2 separate regions of the Zea mays genome follow, and region 2 is linked to region 1. A link is a contact called in public Hi-C data. All regions are on one chromosome and are shown on one strand. The core of a region is the stretch at or near the end of the contact, and the rest is flanking DNA. Distances in the headings are between cores, read along the strand shown.

The links. Hi-C and Micro-C count contacts between places; a contact is called where the count stands out from the background.
Region 2: a contact with region 1 is called in a Hi-C map of ear, with 2.5 times the contacts expected there. The contact joins the promoter of LOC100278490 here to the promoter of LOC100273616 in region 1. A contact is called at or near these places in 2 of 25 Hi-C or Micro-C datasets (bundle sheath and ear).

Annotation. Positions count from the first base shown.
Region 1 is chr4:161,833,781-161,838,685 of Zm-B73-REFERENCE-NAM-5.0, forward strand. LOC100273616 reads right to left here and starts at 3,047. Exons shown (of 5, transcript NM_001148032.1): 1 at 2,917-3,047; 2 at 2,645-2,737; 3 at 2,306-2,572; 4 at 1,712-2,116; 5 at 365-1,229. The coding sequence starts at 2,931. The coding sequence ends at 615.
Region 2 is chr4:162,229,230-162,234,134 of Zm-B73-REFERENCE-NAM-5.0, forward strand. LOC100278490 reads left to right here and starts at 2,401. Exons shown (of 2, transcript NM_001151752.2): 1 at 2,401-2,801; 2 at 2,915-3,364. The coding sequence starts at 2,710. The coding sequence ends at 3,104.

The DNA.
Region 1 (4,905 bases), core at 1,797-4,296:
TGAATAGTTATCCACGGTTATTTACCCGTACCCATTGTCATCCCTAATCCCACTGCCGAACTCATGCCAGCATTCATCATCAGTACTTTTTCATTGTTGTCCCAGGAGTCAGCTTAGAAATAATTTAGCCATCCCACTACTTTCATTAGTAGCCATCTCTTTTTTTATTTATAAGATTTATCATCAACTTGGGAAAAATCATTATGAATTATCATGTAATTTCTTCTCATCTTTTCTATAAAAAAATGGCAAAAGAAGCCAATTAGTCCCTTATATGAAATATATGTTGTTAGCTTCATGGAGTTTCACGAATAAAACACCATGTTCCTTTCTGGATTTGTTGTTGCATGCGGTCGGTCAGACTATTGACAACACACAACTCTCTCTGAGATCCAGGTTAGCACAGTCTGCCATAGGCCCCTGGATCTCCCGAGTTCGAGAAAAAATTACACGAACGCACAGTGAACAAACGCGGAATACGAGTACAGATTTGCCTATATACGACGCGTATGTACCGAGCAGCAAAGAACCAGCATTGTTGCTCATCCATTTCTGGGAAACCGCGGGTTACCTGTTTCAGCAGAGAGCATGTGCATTGCAGCCTTCAGCTCTTGTCACAAGCACAGCCTCGTCAGGTCGCCGTCGGCCTCCTCTCCGGGTGCCAGTGCCAGTGCCACCGGCCGCGCCGCCTCGCTCTCGGCCGCGCACCGCTTGTACGGCACGAACCCTCTCCCGCCGAAGGAAGCCGAGCTCGCGCGCTTGGTCGGCCTCGGGATTGCGGCCCGTAGCGCCGCGTAGCCGTCGCTGGCGTTCTCTTGCCCGGGACCGTGGCGGGACTCCGCGGCGGCGCTGGAGGCCACGCTCGAACCTGTCGGCGACGACCCTTCCCTCTGCGCGCGTCTGTGATCCAGCGGCTCTGAAGCTTGCTGGTGCTCCTGAGCCGAAGCCTGCGGGTAGTAGAACACCGCGCACGGCGGGCTCACGATGGGTTGCGCCGCGAAGCCGTCCCGCCGGGGAACGAGGCACGTGAGCTCCGGCCACGGTTTCCACGAGCTCGCTCCTGCGGCACCGTTAGTAGGGCTCCCGTTTCTGGCTGCCTCGGCAACGCTCGCAGGCGGAGTGTCCGTTTCCAGGTCTTTCACTTTCACCACGACGACCTTGTTTCCGAACAGCTTCACGACTGGAGCTCCCGATCCTAGACGCGACACTTCGTGTGCATCACAGAGCACCTGAGATCCACGTTTAAACAAGTATGTCACAACTGCCAGATGGCAATTCTTTTGAATCAGGTCACGTTTTTGTTTTGTTTTGTTTGCATGACCTTGTAGTCTTTGGGTATGTTTGGATCGCAGCCTCACTTACCACACTTTGCCTAACTTTTCTGCTTAAGGTTAGTTCTTCAATTCGAACGACTAACCTTAGGCAAAGTGTGACATAGTTAGCCACGAACCAAACAGGCCCTTTATCTGAAATTGAGACGTACAGAGACAGTGCTGCCTATCTGCCGAGCCATTGGCAATTTTGCCATTATCATTTGTGGGCTTCGCCAGTATGCTATCAGACCCACAAATCATAGACACAGACGGTCCCACCAGTCATAGACACGGGATGGTATAATAACAGGCAACCAAATTTGAGAGTGGCAAAACAGCAAATTTCTCCTATCTGCCCAAGAACGAAACAACCGAATAAGTTAGCATTTGTACTGTACCTTGGTACATGGCGCTCTCGTCCTTGGCGATGCGCAGCCGTCCTCCCGGTCCACCGAGGAGGCCAGCGAGCCGCCGCCGTCGCCACGCTCGTTGGAACCGGCGTCAGACAGGGCTGGCGACCTGCTGGCGCTCGAGCTGTTCGCGACCACGCTGCCCGACACCTCCGCTCGTAACGCCGTGCGCGCCGAGGCAAGCACCGACGTCGGCGACCCTTCGTCCCGGACCCGGTCGCGCAGGGACGTCTTCTCCAGCCGCTTGAGCTCCGGCGCGGGCTTCTTGGCCGCGCCGTCCGCTTTGCGCGGGTAAGGGTGTGCCGGCTTCCTCTTGGGGCGCGGCGGGGGGATCTGGATCGCCGGCGCGGCGCCCGCGGAGGCGTTGCTTCCTGGCGACGATTCTCGGACCACCTTCAGCACACGACGCGATTCCGACATCAGAAAAGGTGTGGTGTAAGCCGACCGACGTCTGCTCTAGTAGCGAGTGGAGTGGACCATCGTTTTGTTTTTTGTTCATGGCAGAGACGAATGGATTCGTTTTGTTTACAATTACAATGGGACAGGGAGAGAGAGAGAGGCGAATGGTTACGCCAACACGACCTTGGTGAAGAACTTCTGCGCGTGGCTCCGGATTTGCACGGCAGTCTTGGTGCCGATGTGCTCTGCACGCACGCACGCACGCAGAAGAAGAGTGTGAGTGCGTCTCCTCGTCCTGATGAAGAAGGAACGAGAAGGGCGGCTCCGCGGCTGGGTACCTTGTATGCGGCGCCAGGCGCGACCGTGCAGCTGCAGGGCCTCGAGGAACCGACCGTGCTCCTCCTCCGTCCACCTCTCCCGCCGCTTCGTGATCGTGTACGGCTTCCGCGCCTGGTCAGGCAAGCGTGGGAGAAAAGAGTGAGAACACGCGGATCGCCACGGAATCTGCAGCCGCCGCTGTACCTTGGGCCGCACGTGCTCCTCCCCTGACAAATCCATGTCGCGGGGGTCCTCGCGACGATCCACGGCGGTCTCGCCGGTCGCCATCGGAATTTGCTGCGGGAAGCAGAGGAAACATCGATCCACGATTCAGACCCCCCCTCCCCGACAAGAAGGCGATTACACCATTCAAACCAATCGGGGGCTTCGGCTCGAGTGAATTTCAACCTCGATACGATCTTTCTCCCAGCCGGGCCAGGAAAACAATACAAGCAACGCGAGATCGTAGATGTTACCTCCAAACAGGGCATCTCCAGTGCTCGGGTCACTGGAGACCAAACTTCCCGAAAACAATCCGACCCAAGCCGCCGAGAGGTCGCCACCTTGCACTACACCTCGGGCCTCAACCTGCGCAAGGAGGGCGAGGAGAGGAGGGGAACGTTTCACGTAGGGGCAGATTTGCACTGGGGTGGGGTCTGGAGAAGACAAGAGGAAGGACGGGACGGGAGAAAAAGAGCATGGACAAGTTTGCCACATCGGACGGGATTTTTCCACTTTCCCTCGTTCTTCTCCCACCTTCCCTTCTCGTGGCTGCGATTTTCTCGGCTCTTTTTTTTTTCTTTGTCGTGGCATCCGGTGGGGATTCGAGAATTGAGTTGGAAGGATTTGTTGTTAGATTATTTTAATATCATATGGATTAAAGTGTATTAGAATTGATTGAGATGAATTTAGATTTAATATGAATTTAAACCGATTCAATACTATCTAATTCATATCGTTAACAATTGAAACATGGTCCTATAGACCCGGTTAAATGGCCTTTCTCTGCGTGCCTGGCTCGCACGTGTGAGTGGGACGCAGTTACTAAAAAAGAGGTAACTCGAATGACTAAAATGATGCTTGAGGAAAGCAAAAAATAAGGTTATGTTCCAATCTCGCGAGATAAACTTTAGCAGCTTTTTTAGCTACTTTTAGCCATTTATAATCTAAACAGGAGAGCTAATAGTGGTAATTGAAGCTAAACTTTAGCACTTCAATTCATATAGCTAAAGTTTAGCAGAAAGTTAAAGTTTATCCCGTGAGATTGAAACGGGGCCTAAAATATCCCTAGCCTCTAAATTCGTGGCCATATTAGGCCCTGTTCCAATCTCGCGAGATAAACTTTAGCAGCTTTATTTTAGCTATTTTTAGCCATTTGTAATCTAAACAGGAGAGCTAATGGTTGTAATTGAAGCTAAATTTTAGCACTTCAATTCATATAGCTAAAGTTTAGCAAAAAGCTAAAGTTTATCCCGTGAGATTGAAACGGGGCCATAGACAATCGGGTAAATATCCTAGACTCTCAATTTTGGAGCGATAGGAGCGTGGCGGCTGCCACGCTACGTGGACAACTGCACGGATAATAAGGCCCAATCTCACGGGATAAACTTTAGCTTCATGCTAAACTTTAGCTATATGAATTGAAGTGCTAAAGTTTAGTTTCAATTACCACCATTAGCTCTCCTGTTTAGATTACAAATAGCTAAAAGTAATTAAAAAAACTGATAAAGTTTATCTCGCGACATTGTAAGAGAGCCTTAAAAAAAAGGTGCTGGCTGCTGGGCTGACGCTCCACTGCGGATCAGATAAAAGCGGCGCACTGCCACTGTTGCAGGTGCGCTTTAAACGGCACGCAACACGCGGCGCTCCACTGCGGGCGGAAAGCCGGAAGCCGCGGTCGTCCATGGGGCCTGCCTGACACGCGGCGAGCCTCCGAGAAGCAGGACCAGGAAGGATCTGAGCTAAGTGGGCGGTCACTAAGGCTATCCGCAACCGTTATCTCTAAATTTTTCCCCATATATCACTTTTCCCCCTATTTCTTCCCTATTTTTTTATCTCCCGCAGCGGTTCCCCTCCTAAACACTCCCCATATACTCCACTACCACTATAAAATATCATTTTCTATATCAACTATCAATTTTTTATCTACTAACAATTACTCGTGGACCCACAGCATAGTGTTTAGAATGATGAATAGTGACACGCTAGATCTGGGGGGAGAGAGAAGGGGACCGACATGTAATAGCGCTGTAGGAGACACCGCTGTGGCCATAGGGTGCTCCCTACGCGCCGCATGCAAGGGGAGGGGGAGGGGCAGCGTCCACCGCTGCGGCTAGTCTGACCACAAGCTCCCCTGGGTTGGCGGCTTGGCGCCATATAATATAATGCTCCAAATCTCCTGGCCACATGTTTCTACGTCGTTGCGAAGTGGCCAAACTATTGTAATTGTAATTGGATTGGAGGCC
Region 2 (4,905 bases), core at 1,151-3,650, 390 kb after region 1:
ATGTGCTACCTGCAAGGTACAATGAGTTATGGAATTCACTACTCTGGTCAGCATGCAGTACTTGAAGGATATAGTGATTCGAACTGGATATCTGATGCAGACGAGCTTTATGCCACCAGTGGTTATGTCTTTACTATTGGTGGAGGTGCGGTATCATGGAGGTCATGCAAGCAGACCATTTTGATGAGGTCAACCATGGAAGCCGAGCTAGCTGCACTTGACACAGCAACCGTTGAGGCAGAATGGTTGCATGAACTCTTGATGGACTTGCCAGTGGTTGAGAAACCAATACCAGCTATCCTTATGAACTGTGACAATCAGATAGTGATTGCTAAAGTGACGAGTTCTAAGGATAATGGAAAGTCATCAAGACATGTCAAAAGATGATTGAAGTCTGTCAGAAAGTTGAGAAACTCCGGAGTTATAAGTGTGACTTTTATTTCAACAGATAAAAATCTGGCAGATTCTTTTACCAAGGGACTACCACGTAATGTGATAGAATTCGCATCAAGAGAGATGGGTATGAGACCCGAATAAAGTTGCCATGGTGGAAACCCAGTCTATGTGATCGGAGATCCCGTGAATTAGGTCCTAGAAAGAACAAGCCATTGGTGAACTGAGGAGAGTAACTTTTGACCCTCTCTAAGTAAAGATGCAATACTCTCAAATGCTGTAAGGCAGGTTGGCTTTGTGCCTTAATGTGTTCTGTTGGCTTGTATTAGTAAAGATGTTGTCCTACAGAACATTCCTGAAAGAACACACCTATATGAGTTAGACTGTCTAACGTCGCAGTCTATGAGATCTGGGTGATCTCTAGTAAACTCATGAAGAGACCTTGGAGTACGACGTATATGCTCAGCCCGAGAAGGGAACTACTGATAGCCAAGTACTGGTCATGACTTCAAGTGAAACCCATTCACGCAAAACTTACAATTCAAGGCATAGTCCATTGTTCAAGTTGTGGGTTAGTGTAGCTTAGAGTTCTAGGCGGAAGTTCAACTTAACAGTCTCTGCTGAAAAACTAGTATATTAAACAGTAGTGAACAGTGGCGAAAACTGCAAATGGGCATTTGAGATCTGGTGGGGGATTGTTAGGATTTATGGGCTAGGCCCAATTGAGAAATTCAAATAAATCCCAGGAAAATCTCAAAAGCCCATATAAGTGTATGACTAGGGAATAGGTGGAACCAATAGCACCATATTGCTAGTTCTAGTAGAGTAGAGCTAGCTTAAATATGGAAGTCACACTCACTCACCAAGTCATGGATGAGAGGAGAGAGTGTGGAGAGCCACACGCGCGCGCTCGCTCGCCTGGCCTGGCCTGGCCGGGGCGAAGGGCGTGGGCGCACGACATGCGCGTGAATGGTCCGCCGAAATCCGGCCCCTCGCCTTGCGGAGGCATGGCCTCCTTTTTGCCGTTTGAATTTTTGGTTACTTGGCTGTTACGTTTAGAATCCTAACTGATCGCTATAAAATCTAAACTGAACGCGAGATTCTCGTGGGCGGATAAGATCGGAGTTAGCTATCTAGTCGCGGACTCGGCCCTATAAAAGGAGCCCGATAGCCAGCATCCAAATCATCCCAGTTTCGCTTTCGCCTCTCTTCACAGCTGAGCCGCCTTCCAATTCTCTTCATCCCGACCGCAGGCGTGCATCTGCGATCAGGAGAGCAGGTCTCTGGGACCCTTCGCCTTCTAGATCCTGCACTCGGAGAGGGCGAATAAGGTTTTTGGGAAGCGTCTTCACGCGACTGCTCGTGGTCTTCTGACCTCGTCGACCCTACTGATTTCGCTACTTCGACGTTGTCGACCCTGCTGATTCCGGCGCGCGCCATCTATCAGTATGTCTAATCAGTACGCATCATCTGATTTGACTTTTTACTTCAGTTTTTGTGATTTGATCATAATTTATATTCGAAATTTAATCTGGAATTTGTCTAATTATTCAACACCTCCTTCAGATATGTTTTTTACTTGAATTCTTTCTAGATTCTCTTTATAGCTAGATTTTTTTCAAAAAAATTATTGAAGAAAAAAAACTAAAACAAACGTGCCCATGATATGGTATGGCTACTTGCCGGGAAATTCGTCGCGAGTCTGCCGAGTCGTAACCTGTTCCCAACAGGATCTCGCTGGCAAGTGGGGCTAACTACTGAAAACGACCCCCGCGACACCGTGACAGTTCTGACGAGAAAGCTGGAGCGCAGCGAGTGGACGAATCGCGAGCGTGGGATCCGCGGATCCGCACCCCGGCCGTGACCAGCGCGCCGGCCTCCACCTCCACACACGCTGACAGGCGGGGCCAGGGCGACATCCACGCGGTTCCTTCGTCCTGGCTTCTGCTGCCTCCGGGGCCGGGCTCCGGCATTATTAAACGGCAGCAGCTCCGCCTTGCCTTGCCTCCCCACCAAGCATCACCACGCATTTGACGCGGACGCGCGAGGAAGCAAGCACCGCCAGAGTCGGAGGGAAAAAGAAAAAAGAGCACGGACGATTCGCAGCTGCAGCCTGCACAGGCGGAGGCGAGGAGGAAGAGAGAGCCCCCCACGATCGGCTCGCCGGGACGGCCGAGGGTGCGGTGGTAGTGCGGGCGCGTGGCCCCGCGCGTGGAGTCGGGATCCGTATTGCTCTCTAGCAGCCGGCCGGTGGCGGCGCTCGGCGTCCGAGGCCAGAGCCCAGAGGGTGACTGACAGAGAGAGAATCGTCCATCCATGGGAGGATCCGGGCGCGGCGCGCATTTCTTGGACGCGTGCTTCCTCTGCCGGAAGCCGCTCGCCGGCAACCGCGACATCTTCATGTACAGGTAAAAAATAACGCGGCACCCGCTGTCTCCCCTGTCCCTCTTCCTTCCCCTGATCGCTGTATTCGAAACGGCGCCCTCACCAGCCGTGAGCCATGATGCATGGGGGCGAACAGGGGCGACACGGCGTTCTGCAGCGACGAGTGCAGGAGCGCGCAGATGGCGGCGGACGAGGCGGCGGCGGCGAAGGCCAAGGCCAAGGCCAAGGCCAGGGCGGTGTCACGTGGGGCCCTGCTGACCGCCAGGGAAGCGGAAGGCCCGCAGAGGCGCGGCAAGGTCCGGGCCGGCTCCGTCCTGGCCCTGTGACCCCGAGGGGGGTCTCTCACTCAGGGACAGCCTGTGTCTGCCGCGCATGGCATTTTTCTTTTTTTCTTTTTTCCTCTGCGTTTACGAGACGCGCCACCGGAGGGCATCAATTTCGTGTACACGGCCGGGTTTGCGTTTTTTTTAAGAGAAAACCTTGGGACCGTCCGGTGGTGCTGCTGGTTGCGTTGATTGCTGGTCCATGTAAACCGCACGTACATGGAACAATAAAAATAATAATAATCAAGATGACTAGTGCAGTATCGTGTGATGTGGAGACGCTGAATGTTGCTTTACGAAATGTTGATCCGTCTGTATGTGTACGTATGGTTATTATATCGCGTGCAAGAAAAGTTCGGAGCTACGTACGTCACCGGCCGCGCCGGCGTCTTTTGGTCATCTGGTGCAACAGGGGGGCGGCGACAGGTGGCTGGCTGGAGGGAGACACAACACCTCACAGTGTGATGCGATAGTGCTTATTTATAGCCCGCTGATTCTTGCATCGCATCGCATCGTAAGCGGACAGTTCATTACCCGGGAGGGACCGCCAAGCCGCCAAACGCATGGCAGCAGGTGCACGACGCCGAGTTGCTGCCGACGTGCTGGCGAGGGTACACCGTACACATGCCCTTGGCGCGGCACGCACGCACACGGATGATGTGTACTGCTTACTGATTGATCACACACACACACACACGACGAGACAGACGGAGGGCCGGTCGGTGCCGGTGCACTGCACTGAACTGGCTCCAGCTGCTCCACTAGAGAAACAGTTGCTAGCAGAGCACGCGGAGTCAGAGTGGCCGGCCGAGCTGGCCTGCGTCACCCACCCGTCACCGTCAATTTCGCTTGGCTTGCATGGGGCGGTGTCCGTGCCATGGGCCGTGACGACCCAACTACGAGCCACAAGGCGTTCGTCCATCGGACATATTCGGCTTGTATCGACTATCTCTACTACCTATTAAATCAGTAAGGATTAGACTGTCATTCCGTGTTCTATCATTCCCATTCTCTCCTCCCCGTCCTCCTTCAAAGCTCATTCTCATTCCCGGCTGTCATTCCTATTCTCTCAAAGCCCACCTGCTACCCTTACACAATGTGTAGTAGTAGATAATTATCAACGAGATTCCCGAATTATATTTTTAGATGGAGAGAGTAGTATTTAAAGAAGAGCCTTGCATGCAATTTCTTTTGTTTGAATACGTTTTCAACTTAAATTCTTTTTTTATATATGTGACATTTATTTTCCGTAATATTTTTTCTATGGATCTGACTTGTGAGTCATTTTTATAAACCAAAGCCAAAGATGAATCCATATTTCTTACTTAGAAACCCCGAACAAACACCACTGGCAGGAGGCGCTCGCGTTGACGTCGCTCATCGACGATGAGAAGAACCTTGACGACTGTCAATTCAACCTCTGGAAGCAGTCCTACTTGGCTGCATGTGTCGCTATGTTCGGCAAACTCCGACGCAGCCGTCGCTTGGACGCGGTCCAGAGCGGCTACACCGCTGTCCATATTCAAACGGGGGACCTCATAGTCGTCGCCAACGCCGGCGACTCTCGGGTTGTTCTGGGCACCGCATCCGACAATGGCGCTGTCACACCATCTAGCTCATCATCCACCTGAAGCTCAACCGGCCACGTAAGTCACTACTGGTCGACCATGAATTCTTGTGCGCTGGGACGACGGCTGTTGTTGACGTTATGTGAGTGTCCTCGAACAATATGTATGTAGAGGAGTAGCATATCCGGAGGTGCAACGGCTAGGTGTACTACCTCGCTGATGAGCCCGGGGTGCAC